Regions from separate parts of the Mus musculus genome. Here region 2 is linked to region 1. A link is a contact called in public promoter capture Hi-C data. All regions are on one chromosome and are shown on one strand. The core of a region is the stretch at or near the end of the contact, and the rest is flanking DNA. Distances in the headings are between cores, read along the strand shown. Region 1 overlaps 1700028P14Rik (RIKEN cDNA 1700028P14 gene). Region 2 holds the start of Apba1 (amyloid beta (A4) precursor protein binding, family A, member 1).

Region 1 (4,077 bases), core at 1,564-4,063:
CTAGCCACAGACATAGAGGTTACAGCTATGGTTTTAGGAAAATTAGGAGCCTTGGAGGATCACAGAGACCTTTGTTGCTGTCTATAGTTGAGTCTGTGCTTTCGTTTACATAAAGTAATACTTAAGCATGGATGCTTTCTTCTTTTAAATGGCTTCCAAAAATTATTAGGCTTGAGGAAAATTCTTCCAACAAACCCACTGGATGACTGCCTACTTTGCACCAGGAATTTTGACATTGGTAGTACAGATGCAAAAGATAGGCTCATTTGTCTGATAGTTGAGGCTGGAAAAGTAATCAATACAGGTATATTGGTAAGAAAGAGGCTTAGCTAATATAACAGAAAACTTAGTTAGTAGTTACTGAGTAAGGGATCCATTTGGCCACCTGGCATGAACTCTAAGGGCAAAGACTGGTATGGTGCTAAACAATCTCTTAAGGGACCTAAGTTAGCTACTTTTCATCTTTAGAGTCTCAAGGTGGTTCCTTTGTTGCAAGCACAAAGCTATTCTATAAGGCACAAACTCAAGAGCTGAAAGGAAGCCCTCTCCAGGATCTTCATCTCACACCTTGTGAGCAGACTCTGGTTCTAGGTAGAGAAAAGCAAGCGAGAAGGGAGGCTGGACTAATGAATGGACCAACCTGCAAGTTGCTGCGTGCTAGGAGTGGCAGCAATGTAACTCAGACTGGGAAGGGCTTCCATGTAGATGTGACACCTGAACTTGGAGCTCAGCGGGAGTAAAGGACACCCTTCAGCAGAGGACATAGGGCATCCTGAGGTACAAGGAGCATGGCCTATTCTGGGTTGAGTCTTCAGTCATTGACAGCTGATGGAGCAGGGTCTGAGGAATTTGGCGTTGCTCATATCAGTGATGAGAAAAGTTTCCAAACACTGGGGAAAGCCAGATATTTGTGTTTAAGAAAGCACCAGCTAGTAGACAACAGAGACCATCATCAGGAGGCTCTTGGATATATCAAGGCAAGACAAGAGCCTGGTCTCCAGCAATGGTAGCGTGGCAGGAGAGAAGGATGCAGGTTCTTGATCCATTGAGAGAGAACTGACATTTGCTGGATTACTGGTTGATTACTGGTTGATTACTGGTTGATTATGGGAATGAGATAACTTCAAGTTGATTCCTTGCCTCCCAGCTTAGGTAGCCCGAGGAGGATGAGGCCATTTGCTGTGGCAGCATCTCAGTCAGGTGACTGAGACTGGAGAACAGACAGACTCATGCTCAGTTGCTAATATCAGTATCAAAGCTGCTTCCTTTCCCCAAGCTTTGTCCCTTTCATCCATTCTCCACCTTACAGCTGAGTATTGTCTTGTAAGAGTAATGAGATGATAACATTTGCAAGATGCTCTAGATGCTTCGATAAATCTCACCAAATAGGGCTCAGTGGATATGGTAACTTTCCAAAAATCAGGAAGGGACCTAGGAATCAGTAGAAGTTCATTTTTATTTTGTCTGGTCCACTAGATGGTAGAATGTTTCATCAGTCATTATACTGCGTTTCACACTTTAAACGTGTACAACACACCCCACACGTTTTGTCTGCATTCTGTCCTTCCTAAAGGTCATCCAAGGTCATCTGGGTGGGGTTGACCTTAACTGTATGGAGGAAGAAATTAAAGCACAGAAATTAGGAGTCTGATTACCCGTTAATTAATCCACTCATCTGTTTTATAAATATTTATGGAATAAATATGAATGGGAGGTGTTAAGATGCAGAGTGTTTAAGTGACTGTCTGAATGTTCCAGAATGACTTAAGGGCCAAGCAGAAAGGGGAAAATTTGGTTCACATCATTGCGTTCCTGATAGGAGGGGAGAACGCTTACAAACCTGCTAGGGCTTCTTAGCAACTACTGACCTTGGATGAGGATAACTGCAGATTCAAATTGTCCTGCCGTTCATCTTTGCTCCCCATCACGTACTTATTAGCTTCTTAGGAGGCAGTTTCTAAAAAGCTCCCTGTATTTGGAAGCTGCTGAAAAGCTAATGAATTTCATCTGACTTAATCAGGAGGTAAATGTGGGAAGAGATGACAAGAGCATTCGAATCAGTTCACTGTAAGATTGTCAGGGGAAGATGGCATCTCATGTAATTCAGGCTAGTCTCCAACTTGCCATGCTGCCAAGCCCGGCTTTGGTCTCCTGATCCTCCTGCCTCTACTTCCCAAGTGCTGCGATTACAGACTTGTAACTACTGCATCTAGATTGACATGCAATTTAAAGGAAAATAATGGTTAAGAATGGGATGTAATTTCCCAGAGCGCATAAACTTTCTCCTCTCACCTGTAATATGGATACCCCTCGGCTATCAGTGGCTAGACTTGTCTTAGAAATAGAATCTTCTACTGTTGCCAGGGGAGAGATTAATTTGAAATTATTTGTTTCTTTGAATCACTCATATTTAGATAAAACCACGTGATATGGTAGGTATGTTGTCTACATGTTCTAGCTCGGAGGACAAAATAGGAAATAAGCAATTAAACGTTATGGTTTTTGCAAGCTAGAGGATCTCTGTGGGTTGGGGTGCATCACCTTGTCGCCCACCGATGTTTTGCCTGGATTCATTCTCGTGTAGATATTTTAACTAATGCCACAGTGCTAACGATAAGTCTCAGACTTGCTCATCTTACAAAACACCTTCGGTTATTCTCTGCACCTGTTAAAGGTCAATGAGGGTATGTGTAGCAAACTGTGGGTGGTGGTGGTGGATGAGAGCCAGCTGTCCAACTTCCAGACATGCTGACAGAGTAGCATTGTCCTCACGAATCTACCAGCATCTGGTCTTCAGTTTTATATTTCCAGAAAGGCTGTTTTTATCTGTGCTTCAGCATTTATCTGACTCACGGAGACTGACTTGGGCTCAATAAGCGCTCTCTCTCTCTCTCTCTCTCTCTCTCTCTCTCTCTCTCTCTCTGTCTCTCCCTCTCCCTCTCTCTCTCCCTCTCTCTCCCTCTCTCTCCCTCTTTCTCTGTCACACACACACACACACACACACACACACACACACACACACACACAGAGTCCAGAATTCTAATTAGTTAAATTTGAAGCACAGTTCAGATAGTTGTGTCAGCCTAATGAAGCATTCTCTCTCTGTGGAAGCCATATGGAGAGCCAGCTTATGATCTGAATTTTTGGACTCTGAACAAGGGGAATTAAATGATCGCGGTGATTAATGGCCCCAAGCTCTGGAATGGGACTCTTGTAGGTGACAGAGACACAAGGTCATCATAGTCAAAGGGTAAGTTTGTCAAAAGACGGCATGCAAAATCAGTGAGGGAGCCTGCCGTTAGGATTCCGGTCCTGTGGCGTTTTCTTCATTAGCTTCTTCCCTAAAGTAGAGACATTGCATATGTAGCTCCCGTCTCGGAAGAGTGACTGGCCCTTTTCTTTCGGTTTCTACTAAGGGAAAATCCCAAAAGAGATGCCTGAGTCTGGCTTTGGGCCTATCAGCTCTAGACAGGAAAGACAGAGGTAAAGCAGAGGCACAAGGCTTCTGGCACCCAGAGGTCCTCAGTCATGGCTTAACTCACTGTAGGCTGCCATTGAGTCTGTGTAGACACAGAGGTCTTCCGGCTGTACTCTAGACCTGACAGATCTACCTTTAACCCCACATTCACAGGATTTCTGACACACCAGGGGCATATGAATACTCATCCTTTCACACCTTCAGAAATGTTTATAAAGGTTCTTTATTAATAATCTAATGTAAATAAAATGGTACTGCACTATATTTTTTTTTTACTTTACAATCCACTAATTACTGGACTTATAGTTTAATTTATTGTTCCACAGCAATGACCCTTCCTGATTTCTTTTGCAAATCGCCTGTGTGTACCTTCAGTTGATTTTCTTATTGGAAAATTTAAAAACTCATTTACAAAAGCTTTAACATTTTTTATTCTGGGGACTAATTCTGTCTTGGTAAAATGTTCGCAAATATCTTCTTTGAATTCTCTTGGTAACTTTATGTATGGCATTGTTTTGACTATTGGAAGAAAAGACATACTATATGAAATATCAAACTGTTAACCTCTTAGAAGCTGCATATCTCGTGTATAATGCCCG
Region 2 (4,323 bases), core at 1,058-3,557, 180 kb before region 1:
GTTTTACTTGCGTATACAGAGATGATAACTTTTTTTTAAAGTAAAGAAACCTAAGCCTCTTAAGTGACTTACATCCATCAGAATGAGATATGGCCAAAGCATTAAGAGAGTTAAAGAACTAGGATTCTAAATTCATTTTTATAAGTCCTTTTTAAAGTCTCGGATGAGATCCAACAACCTCACATTAAAATTTCAGAAGGCTTGGCTTGAAGGATGCGGGGAAATTTACTTTACACTCATAGCTTCCAGCATAGTTGGTCCACATGTCATCATTTGTTTTAAAAACAATAAACGAGAAGGAAAAGTCATATGTAGATGGCCTTAGCTTTATTATTTTCAATGTACCCATGGAATAACACTTTATACTTTGCCCAAAGAATAAAATTTTTAGAAAAAGAAAGAAATCTTTGGTGTCAGTATATCATACATTTATTTGTACATCCTTGTGATTATTTCAAGCTTTTCAAAGAGGCCCAGTGCAGCCCATTTGGGTTCTGACAGCAATTCAGTAGAATTTAAGGTATTATAACTAAAATATGTCCCAAGCAGGTGAATCCAATCATATGACATCAGTAAAGTACTGGGCTATTATCATAAAGGTGCATTCACTCCTATGGATATTGCAGGAGAAATACAGACTCCAGGGAACCAGGCGGCAGTGGACACGCATACGGATATGCCATCTCTAGTGCTTTCCCTCTCTACGCAACCCTATCTTTATTACGCAGAGAAATTTAAGCATCTATAGACTCTGCGTGCTTTTTCTCTGTCTTGGTTCCTAGACATCATTGGAGAGCCAAACATTTGCCAAATTTCCTACGAGTGAGCTGTCCTGGGAAGGAAATCGGGGACTTCACTGACTGGAGATCTTATATCCATGGGTCTCGGGAAATTTCAGTTCCTAAATGGACCTTCTAACCATTGTGAAAGCCGGGAGAGTGGCTGTCACTAGCATCCCATTTCCCACGGAAAAACACCCAAGAGAATGCATGTTGGGGCACTCTTTTTTTTTTCCTTGTTTTTTTTTTTTTTACTTCCCTTTCAATCTTGTTCTTGTATTTTTAAAGCCCCCACCTTCTTTACACACCTCAAGAGTTTATTCTAAAAGAATCATTGCAAAGACTATCCAATCTTCAGCTAGAAGGTTTTCAGTACTTATATATGGAAGGGAGTCTGGTGATAAAAGTTGTGGGAACGGGAGAGGAAGATGACCATTAAACACCCTCTTCTTGGGGTTAGACAAGAGATAAACAATAGAAATTGCAGAGTCAGGCAGTCAATGAGAGGCTGTGAAGTGCCAAAGAAAGCGCCCTTCAGAGCCAGGGACACCAGCTGTCTCAAAAGGTGTAACCATTATCCTGGTTTGCTGCCATGTGCCTCAAAGCAACCGCTCACTTCCACATCCCCGTGTTAGGACGTTAGGGAAAGGGGAAGCGAGAATCCGTACACCCAGCCACCCAAGAACAGTAGCAGAACAGAAACTGTTCTTAGACTTGCAGGGTCAAAATAACCAATACTGTCCCACAGTGTTAGCTGGCGGCATCAAGTCAGGAAAAGCAGATCGCTGGATGTGGGGCGCAGTTTTGAGAGCGTGGATCCAATTGCACGCTAAACACTCACTCTTACACGGGATTTTACAAACCCGGCCTTACCCTACTGCCTCCCCTCCACACTTCACACACCAAGTGCATCCTGCCCACCTCACGGTTTCCATCATCAGTCAGCCAGAGAGGAGGGATCCTAGCGGGGATTCCTGGAAATGTCATCTCCCCCTACACTTCGGATCTGCCACCTCCATCCCCTCTGCTATCACACACACACACACACACACACACACACACACACTCCTTCCGTGACTGTCATCAGGCCCGCTCTTCCCAAAGCCGGGTATCTCAGCGCGCACCGGACGCCTGGCATCTCTCTAGTACACACCCTTCCCCCGCCTCGCTAGCTCCAAGCACTGCCTCCCTGGATGTCGCCTGCCGTCCCTGTTCATCCGCACTATTGTTCCACGCTTCACCCCTAGCTCCCGGGATCATCCCTCCAAAAGGACCCGAGCTCCGTCCGGGGCGTCGGGCGCCCGGCACTCACCCAGCCCGCCCTGGCGGTGGTACCTTGCCTGACAGCTGGGTCCGCGGGCCCGCGGGAGCAGGCGGCGCTAGTGACAGCGACCGTGCCAAGCCTGGGAATAAAGCTGCTCTCCAGCTGCTCCCGCCTCCAGCGCCACCATCTTCCCCCGCCGCCACCGGGACCGCAGCCGCCCGCGCCCCGCTCCTCCGGCTCTAGCTCGGCAGCCGCTCGGGCCCCTCCGGCCGCGGCCCCACCCCCTGCTCGCCGCCCGCTCGCCCTCGTGACGCGCGCCGGGGCCGGGCGGCTGCGACTGACGGCGGGGGGAGCGCGCGCACGCCGCGTGCAGCAGCGCCCCTGCCTCCCACGCCCACCCGCGTGCGCGCGCGCGGCGCGGGCCCGACGCGACAGTCCAGCTCGGGCGCGCGTGAGCGTGCGAGGGGTCCACAGCCGTCGCCGTAGCTGTGCGCGAGTCCCTCCCTCTCGTGGCCGAGAGCCTGGAATGGACTACGTGGCTGCCTCCCGCGGGGACACAGGGGGACCTCCACGGTCCTCTGTCCCAGGTCCCTAACGCTCATCCCCGGCCCCGTCTCTGCGAATGGGCTCTGGTCACGCTTAGGACACACTGCCGCGTGGACGGCTGCCCGTGTCCTCTTGCTTAGTGACACGCAGTTTTCCCGCTTCCCGGGCCTGAAAGCCAAGAAAAAGCTTGGAGCTTGCAATGCGGCGCTGCGCTCCTCGAGTGGCCGCGAGGGGGCGCCCGCGTGAGCTTGAGAGGAACAAGCTGGGCGTCTGTCTGGCCGCCCACTGGGGGCGCTGCCCAACCCGCCCCACCCAGAAAGCGTCTGGAAGGCGGGGTCGGGAAATGGTCCACTTGGTTTCTCGATGCCCGTTGCTAGGAGCTTAAAAGAGTCTTCCAGACGTGCAGAGGCAATTCGCCTGGTATATGATTAGGTTCTCTGGAGGGTGGGGACCCTGAGCACTAGGGACCAGGTAGCAGGTGTTGTGACTTAATGAAAAGGTGGACTGGCCCCTGGGCGGCGGCGGGGTGGGAGTGGAGGGGCGAGGGCGGGGCTGGGTTCAGGCGCCTGGGTTCAGGCGCCAGCTCCATCTGTAATAGGCGATTCCATAGCTACATCCTCCCCCCTCTTTGGGACAGAGTTCTCAATTTAAAAATTAAGGGTCATATTCCCCCGAAACCTTATAATTTTCAAGTCCGTCTTAGTATGCATATTCTCATCTAGTGAAATGAAGACAAGCCTTCCTTATCTGACCTAGGGAGAGATAAATCTATCATTATACAGTATTTCCATATTAAGCACAGTATCTCCAGAAATATCTACGGGTGTAGCCCGAGGCATCCTAGAATTCTTGTTTAGCCTTAAAATTCACATGAATTTCTGCATTCTACTTCGTAATTAGTTTCTTGGCTTTGACAAAGAAAAGTATAGCTTCTCCTGTCCCCCCAGTATCTTTTCATAAAACTTAAACATATACTAGAAATAAGGGCCATTGTTGTTTTTCTTGTGACAGTCATTCCCTATTCATCTTGTCAGTAAAACTACCCTCTCTGGTGAAAGCCAGATAGGGTCCTCGTCCCTCCAGAATTCATAGCACCCTGGGAAAACTACACATCAGAGAACAACTGTGAACTTTCCAACTGCCAAGGTGCAGGGGTATCTGATGTTCCCTGGACTGCCTGAGGAAAAAGCCTTTCCAGGAGACCAGTTAGAGGAAGGAAAGGTATCAGAGCCCCCTAGGCAGGACTGAAGCCCAGATGCCTTAAGCAGGCAGGCAGCAGCCATAACGTTGACTTCTTCAGGCACACACACACACACACACACACTGGAGAGTGATGAGAGTTGAGATTGATCCAGCAAGACCAGGGTGGGGTTCACAATGCTGTTCCTGAAGCGCTCCCAAGGCAGCTCCCCGGGAGGTGGGGGTGGGGCTCTCAGAGTCCAGGGCAGGACTAATTTACTCTGTGTGTCTGGTGAGCGAGCGAGCTTGTAGGTTCGGTGTGTCTTCTGGCTCTCAGCTCTGTTAGTCTTTGCTTTTGCTTTCCTGTGCTCCCCTTTGGGGGGCGATGGATGTCAGAGTAGGCTTCTGCAGTCGTTTCTGTTTCCTTCCTGGAGATGGACCGTAGTTTTAAGAAGGAAGCTAGCTTATCTCGTTAAATTTTAGGTTAAATAAGAGAGTATAGATAAAAGAGGCTCATTTTAACGCCATGATGGATAATCTTCGCCAACCCTGACA

The links. Promoter capture Hi-C pulls out the DNA fragments that hold promoters and counts their contacts.
Region 2: a contact with region 1 is called in a promoter capture Hi-C map of hippocampal neurons, with 8 times the contacts expected there. A contact is called at or near these places in 7 of 39 promoter capture datasets (the 3T3-L1 cell line, embryonic stem cells, hippocampal neurons and 3 more), 42 of 484 Hi-C or Micro-C datasets (the AML12 cell line, the HL-1 cell line, the N1E-115 cell line and 14 more), 14 of 130 datasets of targeted methods (astrocytes, embryonic stem cells, extraembryonic endoderm stem cells and 4 more) and 1 of 9 other capture datasets (embryonic stem cells).

Annotation. Positions count from the first base shown.
Region 1 is chr19:23,577,842-23,581,918 of GRCm38.p6, reverse strand. All of the region lies in intron 4 of 1700028P14Rik (RIKEN cDNA 1700028P14 gene), which reads left to right. Among named protein-coding and RNA genes, the nearest start is that of 1700028P14Rik, 73 kb to the left of the region's middle.
Region 2 is chr19:23,756,860-23,761,182 of GRCm38.p6, reverse strand. Apba1 (amyloid beta (A4) precursor protein binding, family A, member 1) reads right to left here and starts at 2,307. Exons shown (of 13, transcript NM_177034.3): 1 at 2,092-2,307.